2 separate regions of the Nothobranchius furzeri genome follow, and region 2 is linked to region 1. Evidence: chromatin contacts called from public Hi-C data. All regions are on one chromosome and are shown on one strand. Each heading gives the region's core, a stretch centred on a gene start, on an enhancer-like site or on the middle of the called end of the contact. The rest is flanking DNA. Distances are from core to core; before and after follow the strand shown. Region 1 overlaps rtkna (rhotekin a). Region 2 holds the start of polr3g (polymerase (RNA) III (DNA directed) polypeptide G).

What was found. Hi-C and Micro-C count contacts between places; a contact is called where the count stands out from the background.
Region 2: a Hi-C map of skeletal muscle shows a contact between it and region 1, with 3 times the contacts expected there. The contact joins the promoter of polr3g here to the enhancer-like site in region 1. A contact is called at or near these places in 2 of 2 Hi-C or Micro-C datasets (skeletal muscle and tail fin).

The regions. Positions count from the first base shown.
Region 1 is chr17:41,324,126-41,330,661 of NfurGRZ-RIMD1, reverse strand. The region is part of intron 1 of rtkna (rhotekin a); the gene reads right to left. Among protein-coding and RNA genes, the nearest start is that of rtkna, 14 kb to the right of the region's middle. Within about 2 kb of position 2,516, at least 1 of the 3 cell types and tissues checked has an H3K27ac peak or open chromatin away from gene starts, as enhancers often do. A contact at or near this core is called in tail fin, where this site is marked.
Region 2 is chr17:41,396,448-41,402,983 of NfurGRZ-RIMD1, reverse strand. It overlaps polr3g (polymerase (RNA) III (DNA directed) polypeptide G), which reads right to left and starts at 4,241. Exons shown (of 8, transcript XM_070546077.1): 1 at 4,223-4,241; 2 at 2,592-2,732; 3 at 1,701-1,830; 4 at 1,251-1,316; 5 at 1,109-1,168; 6 at 956-1,020. The coding sequence starts at 2,702. It overlaps mblac2 (metallo-beta-lactamase domain containing 2), which reads left to right and starts at 3,178. Exons shown (of 3, transcript XM_054731435.2): 1 at 3,178-3,744; 2 at 4,627-4,784; 3 at 5,000-5,319. The coding sequence starts at 3,303. The coding sequence ends at 5,173.

The DNA of each region.
Region 1 (6,536 bases), core at 1,267-3,766:
TTAAACACTCTGTATTGACTTTGAGACAAGAAAAGAGAGAGAGTTGGGATCGTTTAAGAATCTTTAATTTCTTAATTATAAATTCTTAACAATCTACCAAGACTAACTCTGTGATGGATGAAAATGGATTTGGATGTTGTGTTGGTGCGTGCGTGTGTGTTTTGTTCAGGATCTTTAGGCTGACGGAGCGTATCTGGTTGTTATGACTACGGGACCACGAGGCTTCGGAAGCTGATGACATGAGCAGCTATTTTGCCGTGTACGTACCCTGTGGAGTCTCCCAGGTAGATCAGGAAATGCCAGGTCTTAGGACCTCGGATGTGTACTGGAGCTGGTTGAAGCAGCGGTCACAGCACGTCAAAGCCCGTCTGAAGGGTCGACCCCGGTACCATCGGCAGCGTCAGCTAGTGGTGCTCTTATTTTGAAGGGATGTCGTCTTGTTGGTAAACAACGGAAATCTCCAGTAGCTTCACAGTTCTCAGTTAAAGAAGAAAGCACATCTGGCCAGGCTGTACTTCTCTTTTGATGACGGTGGAACCCCGTAGGACTTCCAACTGAACAGAACTGAAGTCAAAATGGAACTGCCCATAAAATGGCGTTGCCTTGTTTTTATATCTCTGAGTTGTTTTAAGTTTTAGTAAACGGGATTGGACACTTTAATTCAACAAGCCAGATTCTCTTACGGCAGCCGAAAGCTCTGATTTGTTGGAACAATGTGTCATGCGTTTCTATGGAGATGAGGGTCAGTCTGTCTGTGCAGTAGTCCTGTTTTCATTAAACACATAAATCATGACATCTTTATTCCACAGATCATTCACTTGATTATTATTGATCAACATCCATCCATTCCTATTATTTGGTAGAGCTTAGTTCACACTGTCAGAGAGTCAGTTGTTTCTACACAAGTTAAACAAGACTAACTTTAACACTCTGTGTACTGATGGACTAAGGTGGAGTGAGACGTGAGATGAACGATGTATGTGTGGAATGTGGTTATCAGAACCTTAGGATCCGGAGAAGCATTTAGTTCTGAGTGGGAGTGAATGTTTCGCTCTAAACTTTAGTAGGAGATTTAAAACACACATGAAACGCCATCTGTCGGTCTACGTACCCAGGGGAAGCCTCCGTTAGATCCAGAATGCCGAGGTCCTCTTGGACCCTCCTTGGTACCGAAGCCGGTAGAAAAGCAGTGGTGCCGACCAAACTAGTCTTGGAATGCTTCCAGGTCACGACAGGTTAACACTGGCATCTCAGAGACCCTGAAAGGGTCGTGAGGTTCAGCTTTTATTCTGAAGGAACCGTTGCGGTCAGGTGTAACTTGCAACAGATTTTATCCAGCTTGTCGAGGTTCTCGAGGAAGTCCGGATGGCCTGTCCGAGACTCCTCTAGAACGCTTTGAACTAAAGAAAAGGTGGCATGGAAGAGTTTTTATAATTGTAATATTTTGGTTTAGTGGCGAATCAGAATTTGACATGCAAAAGGGGGTTTATACAAACACCACAGAAAACCACACCTCGCGCCAGAAACAAAGGTTCTGATTGGATCAGACAAAAAGAAATGTGTCATGTGGCTTTAGCATTACGTGTCATTAGTGTCTTGTGCAAATGTCCAAGATTATAATAACTTGTAAAATACTACTGATCACAGGATTATAATATCAAGTACTAACATTGTCATTTCACAGATTGATTGAACATTGGGCTCACATTATTATTGGTAATAACAGAGTTGTTAATTATGTATTTATCAAAAGTGTTCGTCTTCGTATTGAGCTGTAACAAAGGTGAAGCAGTTCAGATGAGCAGAGTGCATGAAAGACCTTGGCCACTATCTCATGTAGATTAGCCTGTCAGAGACTTTATGTCTCTGCTAGAGCAGATGCAGCAGATCATGACCTTTAGGTCAAAAACAGGAAATTCATGATGCTACAACACATTGCAGGATCAAAATCTTCCTATTGTGATATTTTCCCAGGATTCCTCCAACTAGAGGGGAAGTTCTGGACTAATCGCTTCATTCAGCTCACTAACTAAAGTGGAAAAGGAATGAGACAAGTTTGATGATGCGTGAAGGGAGTTTCCACATCTGAAGGTGTGTGTTCAGTGATTAATCCGTCTCTGCACATCTCTGTCTTTCTGCAGGCAGTGACGGTTTCGCTAGGACACCGTACATTGGGCGAACAAAGCTCGTCTGTGTCTGACAATGTGCAGTAGACTTTACTTGTGAGACACTACTGCTTAGTCACCATCCATGCCTCAGTGAGTGTGTGTGTGTGTGTGTGTGTGTGTGTGTGTGTGTGTGTGTGTGTGTGTGTGTGTGTGTGTGTGTGTGTGTGTGTGTGTGTGTAAAACAGAGGCTGACAAACTGCAGGTATCATGAATGACAAGTTCATGACACCAGCCTTCATTCATAGCCCTGTAAGGAAGAAAGAGAGAGAGCAGACTTACAGATGGAAAGACCAACGTGTGTGAACTGGATACTGAGAAAGGGTGCGACTCACTTCCTGTGTGCGTGTTCTTGTCGACTATTTATGTTCACGCTTCCAGTCTGAGGCTCTGTGAATGTGTGACTGGGTGGGGTGTACTCACGGCGCAAGCAAAAGGGTCTCAGCTGTTAAGCCGTGTCCTGACAGTTGCCTCATAGAAATACTAAACACACTAAAACGCAAAAGTTAATCTGTTTAGGGAATCTAGAAAAAAAAATTCATTGGTGGGTTTTAAAACAAATGAGGGAAGGAAAAATATATCAACATTTAAATCACCCAAAGAAACTTTCTGTTCCCCTTTTAAGACTAAATGAAAACGATAAAAGGAAATTTATTTTAAAAAATTCCAATAAATACCACATTTATGTTGATAAAAAGTACTATCAAATAAAAAGGAGTTTTCATTCGATTGTTTCAGTAATGACCATTAACCAGTCGGAAAACGGTAGAATGTTTTCTCCGGGTCAGGCATGAGGTCCTGCCCCAAGTGGAGGAGTTTAAGTGTCTCGAGACCCCTTCAGACAGGCCATGAAAAACGGAAATATTCGGGACTCTGTCCTTAAGACCTTTGTGACTGAATACAAACATCCGGATAACCTTTTCCGATTAAACCGGACGAAGCCCCTAGTAACAGGACCGGACTTGTCACGGGCAGGGTGGAGGCTTCAGACTGGTGAGGTCGAGTTCCGGACAGGGAGGAGGGGGAGGAGGAGGGGACCGGGGGACTCTGTGCGCACCTAGATAGCTCGCTACTGTAGCATGCAGCGAACCATGGCAGCTCGCCTCCTACGGTACCGTCTCCTAGACGCGCGACGGAGAGCTTCACACAGCTTCACACCGCTTCCGTGATTCCTTTAACCATTGAGCTTCATCATCCAGGTCTCTTATGCGTCTTCATGTGTGCAGAATTATGCTTAACATAAGTCTGATCAGTGAGAGGAATTATATCTCTTCGACGGCCATGTTTGACCGAATGGCTTTGTTTGGGTAAATGACTTATGTATGCCTGCCGCTAGGGCTGCAACAAACGATTATTTGGATAATCGATGAATCGGATGGGGTCTCGACACGATTAATCGATTAATCGGATTACATGGGGAAATTTTTAAAAACTGCTAGGGAAACGTTATTTCTCTCCTTCCTTCACTTTATTTAACACAACATTATTAGAAAACAGTTCAATAGCAGAAAAACAACATGCCATCACCTAAATTGTCTTATAAGATGTATAGACAGAGACCCTATAAGCTACATCTATCTGTGACCTAAAATGCTTGGTCCAAGTTAAACAGCTTAAGGGCAATTGTCATCTGTTTTGTTTGATTTCATCTGTTGACATTTATTATAACTGGGGATGTCAAACAACTAATTTTTAAATGTAATTAACCATAGGCTGTGAATTAATCAAAATTGATCACTATTTCCAAAAATGACTGAAAAAATACCAAATAAAACAAAAGTAAATTAATGCCATCCTCCTTGCGATGATGCCCTGGGCAACTGCCATAAAGTCACATCAAGAAATGCTGCTGATCATTCCAATGATCCCAAATAGACTCACATTAGGCCACATGAAAGCAACTGAACCCAAAAATATATTAACCAGTATATAACTGCACTCTCACACAACACGCCTGCAGCAACAGTTAGGACTCCTCCCTCCCTTTTAAAAGCGTTTTTACTTCCGAGGACATTGTGGTTGTAAAGCCACATGCTAGTAGTCTGGCCCCGGTGTGATCAACCAGTTTCTGCGGGAATGTGACGGCAGAACCAGGGCCAGATTAACACTTTGTCGTACCCTGGGCAACAATATTCAAGGGCTCCATCATCACGACCCGAGGATCACCATAATGTGGTCACATACAGAATATTTTACTGTAATATGCAGTAAATATACTCAATACTTGAATGCCTGACAACACGTAACCCGCCCAGAGTAACCTTTGACCCACCTCGTGTGGACTGACCAATGAGGAGAGGGTCTTAACTTGAGGCCCTCTCTTCATTGGTCAGTCTGCATGAGACTGACTCTCAACTGACGTTCAAAGTCATAGGCAGCGAAGCGTCTCTGTGCAGCGCAAAAGCCCGGGTGGAGAGTTTGTTTAATAGGGTGACCATATTTCCATTTCCAAACAAGAGGACAGGGGATCTGTGCCTATGACGTCACACTATGGCAACACCACACAAACCATGTTGGGACCCATTTTTTGTAAGAACTAAGTTAATATCAGATTCTGCCAATAAAAGGGCTCTAAAACAATTCATATGTAAATATTTTGCATATTTAATGCAAAATCTCATTTTTCTGCTTTAGTGCTGCAACAAGGTTTTATTAATAATAAATTATTATACCTTTTGTTTTACTACAGCATTGGTAAGCTTCCTGTGCACAGATTATTCAGGATGCTTGTTTCAGCTGTGAGATTAGACGATAGGATCAATGAAAAAATAAGTTGTCCCACACTCCATGGAAACTTTCAAAGAATCCACAAATAGTGGCTTTCAAATAGTTTTGTTACTTTTTGCAAGTTTAGAAAAGCAGCAGATGAGACAGCATGTCTGATAATTTAGTTTTTCATCTGATAATATTAGAACATGTCAGTAATGTCTGAGGGGCTTTTATAAACACTGTATAACTAACACTACTGGAGAGGGTATGGATTACACAGAGGCTTCTGGGGAGCCCAGTTATGGGGGGGGGGGGGGGGGGCATTTTGCCTTGGCCCCCAAAATGTCTTGAAACGGCCCTGGGTGTGTGATTGAGTTTTGAAGGTGATCTGAATTGTATCAGATGTATAAATATGTTTTTCACTGGTAAAAACGTGTAATGGAGATAAATCTACCTACATTTTACTTTTCAACACTTTGTTTTGTTTTCTTGTTTTTATTTAACTATTTTCCTGTCCTGTCTGTCTCTCATCTTCCTGCATCTCCTCTTAATTCTCCAGAAAAACTGCTGCCTGGGTTCTTACTTTTTCACCTCATCAGTTACTTTTGAGCAGATCAAAAATCTCCTGACCGCAAAGCTCAGAGCGCGTTTTCGATGCTGCGTGAGGTGACATCACCGCAGCACAGGTGATGAGCTCCGCAGTAGCGCGCTTCAGGCACAAATGACAGAAAATAGAGAACATGTGCAGACATGAACGATCGTGTGCTAATTATAGTTTTTTGGTTGCGCCACTTTGAGAATGGACCGTGAGCTGGAAGCAGCTGCCTGAATCGCTGCGCAACAAAGCGCTGTGCCGCTCTCTGCTCAAATGAGTCCAAAAATGATATAAATGATATAATAAAGAAAACTTTTTTCCGGCTCCCCGGATGTGTAGGATATACAGCTCCCCCATAATTCGATCCCTGCTCCTGGATGAAAAGCCGGACATTTTCATCAATACAAGAACCCCCAGTCCGGACGCCCGGACAGAGAGTGAAAAGTGGACAAGTCCGGGGAAAACGGAACGTACGGTCACCATAGTCCTCATAAAGCGGGAAATTATAGATACAGTATTGTGCTCGTGCCCTGGGCCCTTTAGAGTTCATGGGCCCTGGGCAATTGCCCAGTTAATCCGGCCTTGGGCGGAACCGGTTCGCAGCAGCGCAAGTCTGCCGGCTCTCCCTCGCGCTGATCTGCCGGTACCGGCTCTCCCTCGCGCTGATCTGCCGGCTCTCCCTCGCGCTGATCTGCCGGCTCTCTCTCGCGCTGATCTGCAGGCTCTCCCTCGCGCTGATCTGACTTGCGCTGGTCTGGAAGAGTTGTGCGACACAACGAATCGATGACGCAATTCGTTGCCAACGCTTTTAGTAATCGATTTTCATCGAATTTATCGATTCGTTGTTGCAGCCCTACCTGCCGCACTATGTTTACGCAGTATCTGGGTACAGCCTTCCCACCCCCTCCCCCTCAGACATTTGGAACTTTTCCCTGCTGTGTGAAGGCAGCCAAAAGGACAAGTTCAGGTACAAAAGTGGTGTGTCTGAAAACACAGTTCTGGTTAAAAACCAGACTGAATTGTCCACATATATTCTAGAATGTCAATCTGAAAAGGGCTTCGAAGTC
Region 2 (6,536 bases), core at 2,992-5,491, 71 kb before region 1:
CACGCGCACATTTAGCTGTTTTTAGTGGCTCAGGAGCCCGCAGGTACGGTGTGTGTGTCATTCACTCTGGTTAATCCAACAGGGAGCCGGCTCTGAGAGCCGTTTCTTTAGCGACTGACACATCACCACATCATTCCCTTTCCTAATGTCCTGAAGAACGGTCCGGAGCGCAGGCGGAGTGTTTAGCTAACCTGCAGGAAATGTCAACGACAGTTATCCAGGAAGTAGCTAAGGGTTACCAGAGATGTTTGAGGTGTTCGCTAGGTACTTTTAAGATTTAAAAAGTCAAGAAGGGGGTCTGAAAAGCTGCTAGAAATAGCGTCAAAGTCGCTAAGTTGGCAACACTGTGGGAGGAGCGCTTCATTTGCAACTCAGGGCAGCGCAAGTGGGAGGAGCAAATAATCTGCTTGTTTTGTTTTTATAATCGTTCAAAACTCAGATCGTAATTGGGATTAAAATTCGATTAATTGAGCAGCCCTAACTGGTACTGGCATTTTCCCGTTACACAATAACATCAATGCAATATTCAGTGTGTTCTACACTTGTGCAGAGCCTGATGTACATTAGTTTGTCTGTGTCCCTTATGCTGCATAGCCCTTTTTATTTGTTTTTATTGGTTGCAGGTTACAATAATAGCTGACTGCTTTTGTGTGTTTACCTGTAATCTTGGTATTATTTTTCTTCTTCCTTTTCTCTGTCTGTGCTGCTGTAGCAACTGAATTTCCCTACTGTCTTTTATTGAGATAAAAGTAAAACATGTCCAATTACTTATATTTTTAAACTGTAATCACCACCAACCAGTGTTGATTTGAACCGATGCTTGAAGACTCTTTAAAATGTGAACTCTGGATAGTGCTTCCAAACTCGGTAAGTAATTAGATTACATAAATGCGATTTGAAAAAAGTAACTGTGATGATCTTTTCCCCATTTTAAAAAGTGTAGAAAATAACTTACATCCAGTTTATTTATAATGTTAGCGGCCTCTTTGACTGAAACCTTCACAGCTTTCTTCTTTATGCCTGTTAAAGTAAAAAGTAAAGCTTTTATATTAAGTCTTAAAGTTACTTCATAATAAAGCGTTTCACAAACATGGGCGCAATAACATACCCACTTTAGATCGAGGCTTTTTACTTCGGGGCATCAGTTCTTTTGGAAAAAGGTTCCAGTCTAAAATACAAAGAATAATACTTAGAATGATCTTTAAAGAACAAAATGGTCCAATTATCTGATTGTGTGTTTGTAAATGTACCTGGAGTCCACTCATCATCCACAATCTGGCTTTGCTTCAGGTATCGCTCAGTGTATTTCTCCACTTCTGTTTCATGTAAAACAAGAAACAGCTCAGTCCCATGAAAACATGCTCAGTATGTATTCAGGAATATATGAGAATTATAGCTGATTGTTGTCCAAAACAATCAGAAATCTGCCTAAAGACCAAATCAGCAACTAAAGGAATGACGATTCAGAAAAAAACTAAATCATTCACTCTTTTCAATGAGGATACTTTGAAACATTTGTAATGCTGAACCAAATACATTAGCTTAATACTGCAAGATGAGACTAACTCGATTTTCTGCCAGGATTCAGCTCTTTCCCAAGACATGACTGACTAAATGTCTCGGTTCCTAAAAGCTGCATTATCTACGCTCACAATGATTTTCTCAGATGATGGGTTCCAATGCACCACTCTCCCGCTCACCTGCTTTTTTGGTCTGATATTTTATGTTGCACGGCAGCCGTTGCATTGCTCCTCGCATTTCCTGTTTTAGGGCCAGCATGTACTCCTCTTCTTCACCGACTGTCAGTGGAACGGGTTTAAATTCTGTATTCTAGGAGAACAGATGTTACATAAACAAAATAACTAAGGCTGTGTTTAATTTTAATCAAGACTTTTGGACAGATGAGCTCAAAATAATCCATCTTCATTTTTCTAAAGGGGAATTAAACCAATTGGAACAAAAGCTGCTCCAAAACTACCCTCAAAGACCCTGTTTCCTCCAGATGTCTGTTATTGCAGATGTTTTTCATGCTTTCAGAATGCAGTCGTTTCTTATCAAAGTCTGCCCTTATATGATGTAACTATAGTTACAATTGGGGAAAAAATGGGTTCAATTTGCTTGTTTAGAACTTGTTTGCACTTTAGTAGAGAGAGAGAGAGAGAGAGAGACTGAAAAAATATAGTGCAAAATTTCATTTATGTCAGTAATTCAATTTAAACTGTGAAACTAATATATGAGAGATGCATTATATGCTAAAACAGGTATTTGAAGCATTTGTTATTACTGTGATGATTATGGCTTACAGCTCATGAAAACACCACATTCAAAATCTCAGGCAGTTAGAATATTGTGAAACGGTTCAATATTCTAGATTCATTGTCACATTCTAATCAGCTAATGAATCCAAAACATCTGCCAAGGGTTCCTGAGCCCTTAGATGGTCTCGCAGTCTAAGAGATACAAGTGAAATAAACTGATTGTTGCACCATATTCTAATGTTTTCTAGTTTCTATTGTAGGTTTGTGAGTCAGACTGTGTGTGTGTGTGTGTGTGTGTGTGTGTGTGTGTGTGTGTGTGTGTGTGTTACTTACAGGAAACAATGGACTTGGCCCCATCCTGGCTTCTGGCATGCTACCTCTACCGATGCCCAGAGCTTCTATGTTGAAGGTGAAGGCACCCACTCCACGACCCTTTCCAGCCATGACGGTGGCTGTGGATTTCTCCTCCTGTAGCTGCGACACACAATATCACTGTCCAGCACGTCCTCACACTAATGAGGCTTTTACCACATTTACAAACGTCAGAAACTGTTTTGTGTACGTGCTAATACTCACTATTGGACAGTTAGCGGTCTGCTGCTTATGTCTGTTTCAGTGCCAGCTCCTACTGAGTCTCTATAGTTTTAAATATACCTAATTGAGTAATTTAGGCTATCGTTCGGCGAGTTAACGTTCTCCTGAATTCACCAAAAACAGCCAAACTAACCAGAAGCGTGTTTTTATAGCTATGTTTTACTCGTACCGGGTGGTAAGCCTGCGTACTCCGTACAAACTACAGAAATGTGGCTACTTGCTTCCCACGCACGTGTCACATTTTAGAAGGTGTGGCTTACATGCACCCAATAGAAAACCAGAATTGAAGTGTCGTTATCCACTTGAGTAGCCAATGACAAAGCTTGTATCAAAGAAGGGTGTGTGCGGGCGGACATCATCATATTAGCCTTGATGAAAACACATTACTTGTTAGCTAGGAGGCTACGACGACCCTGAAGCACCTGACAGCACGAAGCCAGCTAACCTGGGATGTCTGGAACCGACTGGTACGCTCACAAGTCGCTCGGAGACGGACTCTTCTGGATCCAAGAGCGATTCTACCAGTCAGATAACCGGGCCAACATCTGGCTGCTGCGCGGCACCCACCAGGACGTGGTGATAGACACGGGTCTGGGCTTGAGGAGCTTACCTGACTACATCGACGCTAAGGGGCTGCTCGGAAAAGACCCGCAGAGGAAGAACCCGCTGCTGGCAATCGCCACCCACGCCCACTTCGACCACTCGGGCGGGCTGCATCAGTTCCAACAGGTGGGCGTCCACAGCGCGGAGGTCGACGCCCTGGCCAACGGGGACAACTTCGAGACGGTCACCTGGCTCAGTGACAGGGAGATAGCCGAGGCTCCCAGTCCGGGATGGCGGGCTAGACACTACAAAGTCAAGGCTGTGCAGCCCACACACATACTGCAGGAGGGTAGGTGGGAGATATAGCCGACTGGGCTTAGTGTAAGCTGTAATGGCATTTTTCATCCTTCTGCATTTGAAATTAGCATTAAAATCATTTTTAAATGCACATCCATAAACATAAATACCAGTCTAAAAAGGTGATTTACTGATGAAATCCTACCGCATGTTAAATATATTCTAGTTTAGTTCTCGGACAAATGTAAACAAGACTAGACAGGTCATCATCAAACGGGGGTTAGCTGTGAACGGTCCCATGATATTTGATCTACTTTAGTTTTTCTCTGAATCTACCATCACCTGTCTATCTATACAGCTGTTCTATTTTAGGTGAAGATGCTGAAGACGTTGATGGCTTTTGTTTCTTCTAGACAGGAAGAGGAGATTACAGAGCCTGAGCAACAACACACTTCCTGAAAGCGTCCCACACAACAGCTACTCTATTTTAGTCATCAGGGGATACACAATAACTGATACAAAAAACTCACCCTCCTGTTTTTGAAGAGCCACAGCACTACTCATATGTGCATGATAGAGGTGAAAGTTGTATGACAGACTGAATTTGAGCCGAGCAGCTCTGGCTGCTGGTCGCCACAAAGTTTCATCTCTGGTACAGTTTCCAGGATAATTTCAGTTCTGTCGGTCAATATTCTGCTGTGTCAGTGTTACTGCTGCAGTGCAGTCGCAATATCTCCTTGCGCCATGTGTCAGCTTCACTCACTTTTTCACACTGAGCTGCTCATGGAACCAATCAGTGTTATGATGCATTTTCCAGACTCGGCACAGTATGGTGTGGAAGTAAATATTATAAAACGGGGATTGCAGATAGGTGGGATTCCTGGGAATGTGTTTCATCACTTCTGTATGATTACAGTTTTCTCTCCCCATCCAGGCGATGTCATTAACCTGGGCGACCGTCTGCTGACGGTGCTTCACATGCCGGGTCACTCTCGAGGAAGCATTTGCCTCCACGACCGCGACAATAAGTTGCTGTTCAGTGGAGATGTGGTGTACGATGGCGCCATGATCGACTGGCTTCCCTATAGCCAGGTCAGTGATTACGTCAGCAGCTGTGAGCGTCTGGTGGGGCTGGTGGACAGCGAGCAGGTAACACAAAAAGCTCCCAGGGGGGCAGTTAATTCAGAATAATAGAGCCTAATCCTATTTAGAGTAATTGATTATATTAGATAATAAAAGTTGCTATTTTGTGGTTAATGAAGTAGACGTGCCACACACTATTTCTGAAGCTGAATACATCCCAACAGGTGGACCAAGTTCTTCCCGGCCACTACAACGCCTTCGGTGCAAAGCGCCTGCACCGCCTCGCGTCCACGTATGTCAGCAGGGCGGGAACGTGCTCCGCAAAGTTTTCCACACTGGCCTGGAGAACTATGGCCGGGTTGGCACTGCGGGCCTCCAACCCACGCAGTGCCTGCTAATGAGAGCAGCACACAGAGCTGAGGGAAGCACAAGGAGAATCTTTTAATACAAAGGACCTAAAATAATAAAAGGAGAGGAAATGCAAACATCCTTATTTAATATAACTCTTTACTTACTTATGTAATCCAACAGAAATCATATAATTGCCAAACTACAGTCAAAAATGCCCCTAATGGGTTTACATAAGTCAAGAATCTGTTTCATATGAAGCAAATATTTACAAGTGTTATTCTATTTATTAATTATTATGTGTATGTTGATCATATAGTATGAATAGATGTTTTTTTTATACTTTAAGCAGATGTGAAGTTCTTCTATAGCACAACAGCACACGTGCACTACAGAGAACGGGGAGCTTGGGTTCTCCTCTGTGGCTATGGCCATAGCTTTTCTCTATGCATATTATTACAATGCTCAGTGAAGACCCGGTGTCAACTACCTCCTATGTTTGTTACGGTGCTCTGTACTGTCGACTACTATACAGCTTTGCTGTCGAATATCTGACAATTAAAATTTTCCGCTCTGCACGCCTCTCTCTATTCTTCCACTGCAGCTTTTCTCAGCTTGTTTACGTTTGTGGACATCTCCCTGGGATTATTGCAACTAATGAAACCGTGTGAGCCCATCACCCATTCAGCAATCCAAAACTAAAAGCACTGTTCTGGTCTAAAGGGAAGCTCCTTTGCTGCTGGCGACGGCTGCTGGGAGAGTTTTGCTGGAATCCATTGAGTGGTTGCAGGAAATATTTTCCCATTAACTCCAAGCTGTTAATGGCAAAGTTTTATGCAGATATCTCACACACTGAACAATAGCTCCTTGGGTGTGTGAGGTGGATGAGTCATCACTAATATGACACCGCCTCTTTGCTCAGTGTATGTAAAATTGGCTGTTATGTTTTTATTTTCTAAGGTAGATTAAATGATAAATACCCTGTATATGTGTAGCTAATTCTTAGGGTTCTACTGCCCCCCAAGGTGCTTCACAGCACAATCGGTCATTCACCCATTCACACCCTGGTGATGAGCTACAATGTAGCCACAGCTGCCCCGGGGCGCACTGACAGAGGCGAGACTGCTGACGCACTGGCGCCACCGGCCCTTTCGACCACCACTAGCAGACAAGGTGGGTTCACTGTCTTGCCCAAGGACACAACAGCAGCATTCTTTGGCAGGAGCCGGGATCAAACCTACAACCGTCCGGTTATTGGACAACCCGCTCTCCCTCCTGAGCTACAGCTGGTCCTATTGGCTGTGGCAGCCATCTTGAATTTGGTTGATTCCAAAAAAAAAATTAATTGCAGATGTGCATCCAATAATAACTTTATAAAAGCTTAATTAAAATCTGTCGGTTGTTTTATGAGAG